Linked DNA regions of Pan troglodytes: region 2 is linked to region 1. Evidence: chromatin contacts called from public Hi-C data. All regions are on one chromosome and are shown on one strand. The core of a region is the stretch at or near the end of the contact, and the rest is flanking DNA. Distances in the headings are between cores, read along the strand shown. Region 1 overlaps AOPEP (aminopeptidase O (putative)). Region 2 has its middle 41 kb from the start of FBP1.

The links. A called contact is a pair of places that touch in the nucleus more often than the background predicts.
Region 2: a Hi-C map of stem cell-derived neural progenitor cells shows a contact between it and region 1, with 6 times the contacts expected there. The contact joins two enhancer-like sites. A contact is called at or near these places in 1 of 7 Hi-C or Micro-C datasets (stem cell-derived neural progenitor cells) and 1 of 1 datasets of contacts at active chromatin or transcription factors (stem cell-derived excitatory neurons).

The regions. Positions count from the first base shown.
Region 1 is chr11:43,496,193-43,502,770 of NHGRI_mPanTro3-v2.0_pri, reverse strand. AOPEP (aminopeptidase O (putative)) reads left to right here. Exons shown (of 16, transcript XM_016961205.3): 12 at 3,538-3,600; 13 at 3,922-3,996. Among named protein-coding and RNA genes, the nearest start is that of MIR23B, 81 kb to the right of the region's middle. Within about 2 kb of position 2,815, at least 16 of the 24 cell types and tissues checked have an H3K27ac peak or open chromatin away from gene starts, as enhancers often do. A contact at or near this core is called in stem cell-derived neural progenitor cells, where this site is marked.
Region 2 is chr11:43,828,588-43,834,877 of NHGRI_mPanTro3-v2.0_pri, reverse strand. No RefSeq gene overlaps it. Among named protein-coding and RNA genes, the nearest start is that of FBP1, 41 kb to the left of the region's middle. Within about 2 kb of position 4,722, at least 7 of the 24 cell types and tissues checked have an H3K27ac peak or open chromatin away from gene starts, as enhancers often do. A contact at or near this core is called in stem cell-derived neural progenitor cells, where this site is marked.

The DNA of each region.
Region 1 (6,578 bases), core at 1,566-4,065:
TTGGATTGAACACAATAGAAAAGTATTTTTTCCGTGTCATGCAATATGTAAATCTTTCATTCTAGATTAAATTCAGCTTGTAGCACCATGCTGGAATATAATTTTAGTGATTCATATGTGACAGAATTAGGAACCTTTCTCATTTCAATTTTTTAAAATTTATCGTTATTTACTTATTAATATTTTTTTGAGGCAGGATCTCACTCTGTTGCCCAGGCTGGAGTGCAGTGGTGCCATCATGGCTCACTGTAGCCTCTGCCTCCCGGGCTCAAGTGATCCTCCCACCTCACCCTCCCAGATAGCTGGTACCGCAGGCTAACACCACCATGCCTGGCTGATTTTTTTTTTTTTTTTTTGTAGAGACAGGGGTCTTGCTATGTTGCCCAGGATGGTGTTGAACTCTTAGGCTCAAGAGATCCTCCCACCCTGGCCTCCCAAAGTGCGGGGATTACAGGTGTGAGCCACCGTGCACAGCCTGTTTATAAAGTTACCCTGGCAATATAACTAATATCCCATGGTCTCCCTTTTGTAAAAATGTAAAATTCTAGCCTTTTTACAAATTAAGCATTTTAGTGGTGAAACAAACAGGAGGTAATTAGAAAGATATTCATTTTAAGACTTCTCCCCCTTGAAATTTTAGGTGTCCTTCATTTGTTCCTTTAATCCTTCCATTCACTATGTAACATATTTATTGAATTTCTAGTATATGCCAGGCAATGTTTCTGGTGGACTGAACAAAAATCAAGAACAAAAGATACGGGATCTCCTTCTTCTTGGGGCATAAAATCCAGCTGGGGAGAGAGACGTTCAGTACATTTTTAAAAGAGCTATAATAACTGAACATCACAGAGTGAGCCCTAATGTAAATTTGACTTTAGTGAATAATAATGTATCAATATTGGTTCCTCAGTTATAATAAATATACTAATGCAATATGTTAAATATGGGGAAGCTGGTGAGTGGGTACAAATATGGGAACTCTGCTTTCTGCTCAGTTTTTCTATAAACTTAAAACTGCTCTAAGAATCATTCTAAAGGAAATAAACAGAATGTTATTAGAAATTATAGTGGAGTGACATAATTTGGACTGGGGAGTAAGGAAAGACCTTTCTGCAAAAGCGCTGCTTAAACCCAGAACTAGAGGATAAGTGGGCTACCATGCAAAGAAGAGATGGAAAAGCATTCTCAGTGAAGCAAAGTGGTATCATTTGAATTACCTTTGGACGTACCATTCTGGCTTCTCTGTGGAGGATGGATTCTGGGATGGCAATTGGGAGGAGAGTTGGGGGACAAAGGACAAACAAGGAGACAAGAGGCAATTAGGATGGGTCACAGCTTTTGCTTCCTACTTAGCAAAATCCTAGAAGAGCAGAGTGACAGTAGGCTGTTTCCTTTGTTCAGCTCATGCCGGAAACCGTTAGGTTATCCATGATCTGGGTGCTAGGAAGAAAGGAGACTGTGTCAGTAGCAGAGCAAGACAGGGTTTCCAGGTCTCAGTTTCTAAGATCTTTCCAGTGGTTCAATGGGATTTATAGAATTAAGAATGTGTGTGTGCGTGTGTGACTGCAACCAGTTAAAAACTGCAAAGGGAAAAAACTTTTCAAATAACTAGTACCTAGCTGTTAACAACAGCTTTCATATAAGTCTGTAAGATTTAATTTGCAATAGTTGTCTTTATTCCTGTTACTGGACTATTGGAATTTATTTTGGATTTTGTTTCTTCCAAGACTGTATGTTGAAAAACTGTATTTAAGCAGAGCACTGTTTTAGTACATCAATATTGAATGGCTCATATCAGAGTTTCTGGGGATCGTGAACTCCCAAGGAAAAAAATTCTAGTGGGTAAAAGGAAGTGCCTGCCAAGATAGATTTCTATTGATTGTGGAACTGTTATTAGCAGCATAAAAGGTTGAAGAGTTTAAAGTTCTCTTTCCCTTTAAAATTAAGCAGCTCAGAGTAATCCACTTCACCATTTATAATTATTTACCTGCCTATGTGCAAGATTTCCAAACCATTAACTATTTATATATATTTCCTTTACAGTAAAAAATTGTATATGATGGCTGTACAGTCTATACTAAAAGATATAATAACACATTGAAAAATCTCTAGCAAATGAGCACACATTTCGTAGCACTTAGCTATTATAATAATGACACAAAATGGTTAACACGTCTATTTATATTGCTCTCTAGATTTCAACTTTTTTGTATTCCTGGAAACAGTAAGAATCCCTCATTTGAGCAGACTTGTTGTTTGTTTTAGGAAATAGACATACATCATCCGTGTAATTTTAAGTAGTCCAGTTATGAATATGGAATGAAGGGATAAATTCCTGATGTCGCCATTAAGCTCCTCTGTGTAAAATACTCCATGGCAAAGTTGCTGCTATTTAAAGTAGTGAGTTTGATCTTGGCTTTGATCTAAACCTTTTGATCTTGAAAGAAGGATGGAGTAGCAATAAAGAGAGGGCAAGACAGATTTTCTTTAAAGAAATGTGATAAAGTTAAAGGGATGGTCAAGACCCAGCAAGCAACAGGACAACCCGACTCTCCGCCCCGGCCCGCCCTCACCGGCAGGCGGGTTCCAGCAACTGCTGATGCGGATGAGAAGGCCTTTGGCGGGTGGAGGAAAATCTTGGGGTATCGCACATTTTTATAAAGTAAGTGTAAACTTTCTCCCTAATTATGAAAACAGATTGACCCCTTCTTTTTAAATTCTACCCAGTGGTTCTGGGGGTCCACGGCAGTCTGAGGGCTGCGGGTCCACACTCGCGGGAGCGCGGGGCTGGGTTTCTCTGCGCCCTGGCCTCGCCCCCTGGGAGGTCACCTGCCGCTGCCCGGAGCCCCGAGGGGCCACTGGGAAACGTCTACTCGACGGCGTAGAACCCGGTCCCGGAGAAAACTCCACTAGGAAAGTTACTTTCCCTACGCGAAAGCCACCGGGACCAGGTTTCCGACTCCAGGAGCGCGCTAGGCTGGCTACGGGCGGGGTTCCTTCCCCGCCACCGCTCCCTCCAGCCTGCGGCGGGCGGCGCGGGCCCCTCTCGCTGCCGGGAAGCCGCTCGCAGGGCGCGGAGCCGGGGGAGGGGTGGCGGGGGCAAGGTGCGCGGGGGCGCGGGGCGGCCGGAGCCCGGGGAGGGGTGGCGGGGGCAAGGTGCGCGGGGGCGCGGGGGCGCGGGGCGGCCGGAGCCCGGGAGCGGGAGCACGCCGTTCGTGGGGAGAACAATACAATGCCGGCGCGGGCGGGAGGGCGACCTGCGGGAGGCGGCGCGGCCGCTATACCTTTAAGGCAGGCCCCGCCCCCGCTCGGTGCCCGCCCGCCCGCGCCGCCGCCCAGGCCCCGCGCCCGCCGCCCGCGCCGCGCCTGAGGTGATGCGGACCCCGGGCGGGCGCAGGGCGCGGGCTCCCGCGCCGCCGCTGCGTCCTCCCCGGCCGCGGGCGAGGTACGGGGCGGGCACGCCGAGTTAGCGGGCGCGGGGCAGGGAGGCCGGGGCCGCTCCCGCGGTAAACTTGACTGTGTCTTCTTCCCCCGCAGCCGCTGCAGAGGGAGCGTCGCGCCGGGGCGGAGTGCGGGCTCGCGCGGCAAGTGCGCGCCGAGGTGAGTGCGGGCGGCGCGGTCCCTGCGCCCCGGTGGCGCCGACGCGAGACCGCGGCTGGCGAGAGGCCCTGGCTCTGCGCTGCGGCGCGCGGGCGCGGGGACTACCCGCCAGGCTCCGGCTCGGGCGCGGGGAGCGGCCGTGACGAACGTCGCGGCCCCTGCGCTGAGGCGCCCGGCGAGTTCCGCGGGCGGGCGCGGGTGGCCTCCCGAGGTGCGGGGAAGACCAGGTCGCGAGGCCGGGGGTCTCTGCTTTCTCGCGCTGGGGGACGGCCGTCAGGACCCTGTCGCCTTGTTTGAAATGCTGTGGTTTTTGAACCTCAGGTCACGAAATGGATTCGAGTGAACCGGAGACCCCGAAAACGGAAGCGCAGGGAGAAGGAAGAGGTGTTTGAAAAGGTAGGGGTTCCCGAGACGGTACTCGGTGCAGGTCTTGGTAAATCCGCTTCTGCCCCGTGAGGACCTGGTCATGACAATAGAGTAGCGTTTAATTTAAAAAGTTTTTGTTATAATAAACCATAGATTTAATATATGGGGAAATTCTACAGAAATATTGGTCGATAAGGCTAATGATCATTTATATAGTCTCATTAGGAGAGAGTAGCCCATGAAATTTGTTTCATGCTCATTAAATACAGCAATCGGACTTAAGTGGGTTCCATTATTATTTTAGATCAGCAGTGTTTATTATCTCAGTGTTAAGGTACCTCTGAAAAATGAAAAGTGTTCCGAATAAATCGCCCACAGTATTAGGTTTCCATGCTGTACTTTCTCTCACCTAGACTTTAAATTGGAGTCATCTAAGAAATGGAGAGAGAAGAAGAAAGAAGTGGATTACTTTTAAAACACTAGGAGGAATTTTATTTGCTGTAAAGTAAATGAGAAATTTGTTTGCCCAAGTTTAGAATTTCAGTATGTTACTTTGCAGAAGTTTGGACTGCCTGTCTTTTGATTTTGTATTAAAACTTGATTTGTCATTGTAATAAATATCATGAAATAAGGTAAGTAGCCCGTTGTTTTCTAAGTGACTTGCGGAAAACTCGTAAAAGTGAATAATTTTTTGACAAATATTACAGCTGATAGGTTTTTTTGTTGCTTTTGCTTAATTACATTTCACTGTTTTTTGATTCTTGATACCAGCAAGGGATTAAAATAGCGGTGTGTTTTTCTGCTGCTAGAATGTATGATGAATCACTCTTGATTCTGAAGCCAAATTCTTGCTGATAGCATTGCTGCCAATTTCTGTGCTATGTTGCCTTAGTATGGGCATTGCAGCGTCCGAGAATGTGCACAAAGCACATCAGAATAAAGGTGATCCCAGAGCTGCAGAGTGCACTTCAGGATACCAGAGGGCAGCTTCTGAGAGAGCTGGAAAAGGAACCAGCCTGCGAATATAGTTGTTTGTAGCTGGACTTTCAGTGTGCATGAAAAGGGGGACCCCACCCCTTTTCTTTTTCCACAGAGGGTCATATATGTCACTTCAGTTGAAGAATAATAGAAAAAGTTGTGATTTGGAACAGACTTGAGTTTTCTGACCATACCTCAGCATGGTATGGTAAGTTGTGTTTAATAGTTTAGGTGTTTTTTTAAATGTTTGTGAGGTGATGAATGAGATCATAAAATACCCAAAGAAGGAAAAGAATTATGGCGTGCTTGGTATTTTTAAAAAAATGTGTCGTTGCTGTTAATTTTTTTTTTTTTTTTTTTTTTTGAGACGGAGTCTTGCTCTGTCACCCAGGCTGGAGTGCAGTGGCGCGATCTCGGCTCATTGAAGCCTCGGCCTCCCAGGTTCAAGCTATTCTTCTGCCTCAGCCTCCCGAATAGCTGGAACTACAGGCACGTGGCACCACGCCCTGCTAATTTTTGTATTTTTAGTAGAGACGGGGTTTCACTGTGTTAGCCAGGATGGTCTCGATCTCCTGACTTCGTGATCTGCCCGCCTCGGTGTCCCAAAGTGCTGGGATTACAGGCGTGAGCCACTGCGCCCTGCCAGCTGTTAATTTTTAAGCCAAAAATAAGATTACCAAAATGCACAATGTGCTGTAGAAAGGAAGGGGAAGCCATTATCTTTGTGGATTACTAGATGTTGTCACTACCAAAATCTAACCTAGAAGTAACCGTATTTGTGACACCCATGACCTGACCACTGGGTCTCCTGAGAATCGGGGTGGGGAGAAAGTGGGGGGGGGGGGGGGGACTGATTATTTTACCTTGCAGGAGAATGAAGTTCTTTGCCCAACCGTTTCCTCTTGATACAAGCTCTTGCGTTAAAACTTAGGGGGAAGATTTGCCTCTGACTTTTTTTCTTGGAAAATGTGGGCAGCAATTTTAAAGAGAACATGAAAATGGAGTAGGTTGAAACCAACATTCAGAACTTCCTTTCATGGATTGAAACTTAAAGCTGAGGAGGTTTGAGGGTGGAGGTGAGGAAGGGCTAGAAGATAGCAAATTTCACAGTCATGTCAGAGAATATGAACTGTCAGTGTTTCCAGTGTTTCTCTTGGCTCTGCACAGCACTTCCAAGCCCTTTTGCTCACTGTTTTGCTTCTGCCACACCTGGGAGAAGATTCAGAGCTTGCTGAGGCAAAACATGCGATATTTCCAAGGGCCTTCCCCCTATTCTGAAATAGAAATTGAGCTTTGTGATCATGTGTATTCATTCCAAGGTCTGTGTGTTAACCTTTTGCTAGGATTTGAACCTGTTATTAGTAGGAGCCGACGCAGTTCACTTGCTGTTGAGTCTAATAAGTTATTTTTAAAAACGTTTGCCATGTCACAAGTAGAAGCAGATTATTCAATTTCTCTTTTTTCCTGCATCCACTTTATTTTTCTTCTATGTTAAAATAAAACTATGGTATTTTCTGATGTTATTCATTTTGTGTTAGTGTAAAATAAAATGAATCTTAGTCATTTCTGGTAGATGCCGCTTTGAAATGTAGCCATTGCTTTTGATTGTCTACTTTGTTTTCCTTGCCTCCGTT
Region 2 (6,290 bases), core at 3,473-5,972, 330 kb before region 1:
GTTGATTGGTGCGTTTACAATCCTCTAGCTAGACAGAAAAGTTCTCCAAGTCCCCACTGGACCCAGTAAGTCCAGCTGGCTTCACCTCTCAATGCCACACTAACCAGCATCTTTTCTTGCCTTACAGCTCGTTTTCCCTCACCCTCTTGGCCCTAGGTTTGTACCCCCCATATAAAATACCAGCTCTCTAATCAGGACTCCAGCTCCTCTTTCTTGAGGACCTGGGTAAGACAGTTATTTTATTTTCCCAATTTACACAATTGAGTTGCATGTAAAAATGGCTCATTGAGGCATGAAGAGAAGAATGAGCATAATAACATAAACTACAATTCAGAAAAGCATCCCAAACACGAGCAGTGAGGAAGAATCTCTTGTGAATGCCAAAAGGAGTCTGAGTGGGTGAAACAAACAATTATTTCACATACGACACAGAAAAAGGAAAATCAAGTTCGATGCAGTCCCTAGCGTACTGTCTTCTATACAACTTTTCAAACGGCCGGGCATGGTGGCTCATGCCTGTAATCCCAACACCTTGAGAGGCTGAGGCAGGTAGATCACGAGGTCAGGTGTTCAAGACCAGCCTGGCCAAGATGGTGAAACCCCGTCTCCACTAAAAATACAAAAATTAACCAGGCGTGGTGGCAGTTGCCTGTAATCCCAGCTACTCGGGAGGCTGAGGCAGGAGAATAGCTTGAACCCATGCAGCAGAGGTTACAGTGAGCCGAGAGTGCGCCACTGCACTCCAGCCTAGGTGACAGAGTGATACTCTGTCTAAAAAAAAAAAAAAAAAAAAAAAAAACACCTTTTCAAACTTCTGCTTTATTTCTGTACAAGAAAACTCTGAGCTCTCCAGTAGAACAATTTAGGTTTTAGGATAAGCACAAAATAATGCTTTGCAGTATGCAATTTTGTTGCCAAATCCATAGAGACATCATTCAAACTCCCACTTCTTATACTAAAAACAGGTAGTTTACTTTGCTGCCAAGAATCTTATAAAATCATCCCAAATTTACAAATGTTATGCCAGGAGAAAAAGTAGAAAAGTTTATTCACAAAATTTCTTTTTAAAACATCTCTATGGATAGCACATAAAACTCAATGGCTTAAGATGTGGAAAAGCCATTACTATCATATGCGTATGAGCAGATATTTTATAGCTGGATAAAAATGCCCCTGTCCAAAGTATGAATCAACTTTTGGCATATGTATAAGTCAAGTTAGGCCAGGCGACATGGAGCAACAAATAAACCCTGAAACCGTGCCTTTATAAAGTCTGATGCAGTTGGGTGACCCCTTCCATACTGTAGCTGTGCCATGTAGAATGAGTATCTGCCAAGATCACTGCAGCACAGGAAGAGACGGAGGAGGCATGCAGCTCTCAAACACCTTCACTTGGAATGACGCATTGAGAAACACCAGGAGGAAACGTGAGGACAACAGGCCATTGCTTCTGCCCGTGGTGCATGTATGAGGGAGAAGTATGAATGGTTTTGTTGTTGCTGACTACCAACAGGACCCCATGCCTTGGGTGAGTGAGTGTGTGTGTGTGTGTGTGTGTGTATGTGTGATTAAATAACCAGGAGATGTGATGTGCCTTGGCAGTGCAGCCACCAATGGATGTGGATGGGGTCTGTGCTCCATGTGCAGCGCGAGGGGGCAGTGCCACAAAAGTAAGAGAAGATGCATCTGAATGTCAACCCTACCCCGGGTTATCCTCTGAGAACACCTAAGGACAACAGCATGCTCCCAACCTTGATTCAGTATTTAAGAAAATGAAAATCACATGTAATCCACATGATTGTAGTTCTCTGTTCAGTGTGTTGTGGCAAGACACTGGGACTGAAACACCAAGGCTTCAGTCTAGGTCCTGCTGCTCACTGCACAGAAAGCCAATCACTGAGACAGTAAGTATTGCCAGGGAAGAAGGCTTAAATCAGGTGCTGCAGCTAAAGAGATGGGAGCTCAGCCTCAAATCCATCTCCCTGGCGGACTCAAATTAAAAGTGGATGTAGCAGCGAAGAATGTGACCCTGCATGGGAAAACAGAAATGAGGCAGGGGTAAGGAAGAGGAGTTGGTCCACAAGAAGCTGGTGGTGGGTTAGGCAGTCATGACCTGTGAGGGGTCTGCAGCATTTTCCAGATGCTGCAATCTGGTGAGTTTCCGTTCCTTGATGCTTATCTGGGAGGTCTGATGATTGGTTTCCTGAGAAAGAAACTCAGATAAGACAATTGTAACTTTCTCAAGTTTTAAGACTGAGAGGGGCAGTTCCTGGCATTCACTGAGGCTCACTTCCTTGGACTCTTTGGAGGTGGAGCTCAGAAATACACATTTTAAACAAGTTCTGCAGAGATTTTTATGCACACCAATTTACTGGTAGGCTTGGAAAACTTTGCTAAAAATGGATACATGAAAACATGAGATGTCAATTGCAACAGGCAATGGAAATGAATTTGAGTTTAAAAGTTCCTCTGTCCTGAAGAAATTTCAGACGGTAACTTTATTTCCAACTTATATGCTCCTTAAGCAATAAAGTTTTCAGTGCTGACATAAGCCAAGTTTCTTGCCTTTTATGGTAAAAACATTCGTGACTCCGTTTCTCCAAGTGCGAGGACAAAAATCCCAGTAATCCCTCTAATTCATAGCACCTCCACAGATAATGACTGTTTGTTGTCAGATGGAAATAATTTCATTAGCATAAGTGGATGCGGAGTTTATAAATGCAGACGCATATGTTTCATATTCTGCTCCTATTTATTTACACATTCTGTAAACACATGTATACACAAAGTCACATGGACATTTTTAGGCGAGCGCCTGGAACACTGTGCACATGGAAATACCGCAGTTGTTGCCTTCAGGACTTTTTTTGTCAGGTGGCAAGTTGGTTACTGTTCAGAAGATCTCAGTTACCCCATTACCACCTCTCCCAGGTGAAAATGTGCCCTGCCGCAAGTCAGGCTCTGGAACTTTCTTGAACTTCCTTTTTCTCTTCGAAAAGTCCTGCCCTCTTAGGGCTCTAATTTATTGGAAAAGTAATTCATTCCCAAATATTCATGGTTTCTAATATGTTAATATCACAGCCTTCTCAAATAACATATCTCTAAATCCACAATACTCAAAGTTAATGAAGAGAAGTTCAATCAGGTTGATGAGGAGGCTGGATTGTACACTCCCTTCTGCTAACACAAAAGGCCTTGGACACACCTGGGATCAAGTCAGAATGAACCTGGTTCTGGAAACACAAGCTTGCGCAGTGTAGGGAGAGGCAGGTAGAAAAGGTGGCAGAGCTGTGTGTCTCTTCTGAGCCTCCCCTGGAGAATGAAATGGACCCAAATGTTATCTACCTCATCAGAAACAATTGGTAACTACAACCCAGTGTCTCCTGAGCTAAATTAGATTTTTGTACTACATGCTAAATGTAATGTGACGGGGAAAAAAGAAAGTTAGGTAGAAATCATGCTTTCCAAAGCTCTCTTTATTTAAATGGTCTGTTTTGGTCCAGGGACTGTATGATCTTTTTTTCTCTCTCTTTAAATTTATGAAAACTTTTTTTCTGATAGTGAAAGCAAAAATACTAGCTGTCTTCTGCTGAGTATACTCTGTGCCAGGCACATGCTAACTCCTTTACATTAACAGATGAGAAAATGGATGCCTAGAGCCAATAGCTGCCTCAAGATTGAACAGCTAATTAGTAGCTAAACCATGATCAGAACCCGAAGCCCATGTACTGGAGAGTGTTCCCCTAAAATCCATGTGCTTCCCAGAACCTCAGAATGTGACCTTATTTGGAAATAGGATCATCACAAATGTAAGTAAAATGAGGTTATACTGGAGGAGGGAGGGCCCCTAATCTGATATGCCTGGTGTCCTTAGAAGAGGAGAAGAGACAGACACACAAAAAGAATGTCACCTAATGATGGAGGGGGCAGTGATTGGAGTGAGGAGGAGGCTGGTAACACCAGGAGCTAAGAGAAAGGCGGAACACGCCCTGTCAACAACTAGATTACAGGCTTGTAGCTTCTCCCACTGTGAAATACTACATTTCTCTTACAATCTGGCTGACTTAAAAGTAACCAAAATGTATTGTTTCAGAGTTTTCCAGGCTGGAAATCTGGAGTTATTGTCTCAGTTGTTTCGTACTTTGTTAAAGCTCATGCAGCCTGCCATCTGAAACAATGCCCCCTGCAAGGTGCTTAGTGTAGAAACTTTGGAAAACAGAGAATTCACTAAGTGCTCATGGTCCCACGTTCCAGAACCAGTCGCTGTAGAGTGTATATTTTCCAGTTTTCTTCACTTGCCTCTGAAGGCCATTCTGTCCACTTCTACCTTTTAAAAATATTAGCAGCTCTCTTATGTATTTTCTTCTTTTGTTGTTTGATCAGCTGTACTCTTTATGGGATGTGCTTTCAAAAGAGTGAGAACCACTGTAAACTCCAGAATCCTGTTTTTCATCACCACCGCCACCATCCTCCTCCTCCTTCTCATCACCATCACCATCATCAACACCATCATCAGCTGGTTAGAATAGGTCCAGTTGAAATGAGAAGTGCCCCTACCCCAATCTTTGACTCAAAGCTTTGACACTAAAAACGGAACCACAGTCTCTGATGAGACTCCCCAGAAGATGGCAGTGTGGATCACAAAACCACACTATCCACACAGTACCACTGAGCCCCAGCCCGTGGATCCTGGTGTAACCAGAAGGCCCTGGGCCTGCGGCCTTGGTAAATGATCCTGCAATTGGTAGCCAGGCCACCCGCTGCCCTGATGAGGCTGCTGGGAGTGAGTATTCCAGCTCTGCGTGGTCCTTTCGTCTTGTGAAAGAGAAAAACATTGAACTACAACTTTAAGCTCTTCATTTGAAGAAAGTTAGAGTTCAGACACTGGAGATTTTTGTCACCAATATTTCAAGGTATCCACTCTAATGTCTATATTCTGTCTCCTACTTATCTGAAGGGTTTAAGGCAGGCATCTCAGTATTGTGGATAAAAGAAGGAAGGGCTGAGAAAGAATTAAATGGAGAAAGTTCAGAAGGAGCAATGAAACAGAATACCAGGATCATTTATTTAATGCTTAATAGCTGTGGGATCCAGGGATACTCAACCCTCTGTTTTTTTCTTTCTTTTTTTTTCATGGGCATAATATCTGTTGCTGATTCTGCACTGTTTAACACAGCTCAAATGAGAAAATGACTATTAAAACTGTAAGATAGTATTTATATCATTAAATATCCTTTGTATAATCTAGCAGGGATTCTTAAACATGATCAGAATCACCTGGATGGCTTATTAAAACATGGATTGCTGGGCTCTACCCCATCATTTCTGATTCAGTAGGTCTCAAGAGGGGCCAGAGAATTTGCAGCACTAACAAATTTCCAGGTGATGCTGATGCTGCTGGTCCATGGAGGACACTTTGAGAACCACTGGGCTACAACAAATCTAAGAGAATGTGTTGCTTTCAAGCCCTTACTATAAGTCTCGGAACTTCCTAGGTGACTTTTTTTTCCTCCCCCCAAGATGGAGTCTTGCTGTGTCACCCAGGCTGGAGTGCAGTGGTGCTCTCTCAGCTCACTGCAACCTCCGCCTCCTGGCTTCAAGCAATTCTCATGCCTCAGCCTCTGGAGTAGCTGGGATTACAGGCACCCGCCACCATGCCTGGATAATTTTTGTATTTTCAGTAGAGACGGGGTTTCACCATGTTGGCCAGGCTGGGCGACTCGAACTCCTGTTCTTGTGATCCGCTGGCCTTGGCCTCCCAAAGTGCTGGGATTACAGGCATGAGCCACCACATCCGGCCCCTAGGTGACTTTTTAATGCAAAATTAAGGATAGCATTTCACAAAATTAGGAAATGCTGTTTGTGTATGTGTGAGTGTGTTCAGTGTCTAGATGTACCCAAAGGTAACCATCTTAGAGATCACGCCATTTCCAGTGGGTGCGGAACTTGCACAAGTGCGTGTTTTCCACCTTATGGTGTCTACATACCCCACTCACTGCCATGAGAACCTGGTGGCTACTGAATTGACACTCGGATCAATGTGACCCGACGGTTCCCTCAAAGACCAAAAGAGAAGCTTACAGACCGCAGGACCTCCCTTGAGAATGTCACAAGAAGAGGTTGTGTTTGGTCACTGCTGGGCTTACAGCCCTTTACCTGGGTCCATTTTCCCTATAGTTTTATTTATTGCTTACTGTCCATCTTTCTCTCTACCCCCCACATGTAAAAATTTAATATGTCCCAAGAACAGTGGCTGGCAAAGGACAGGCATGCAGCAATTGTGTTGAATG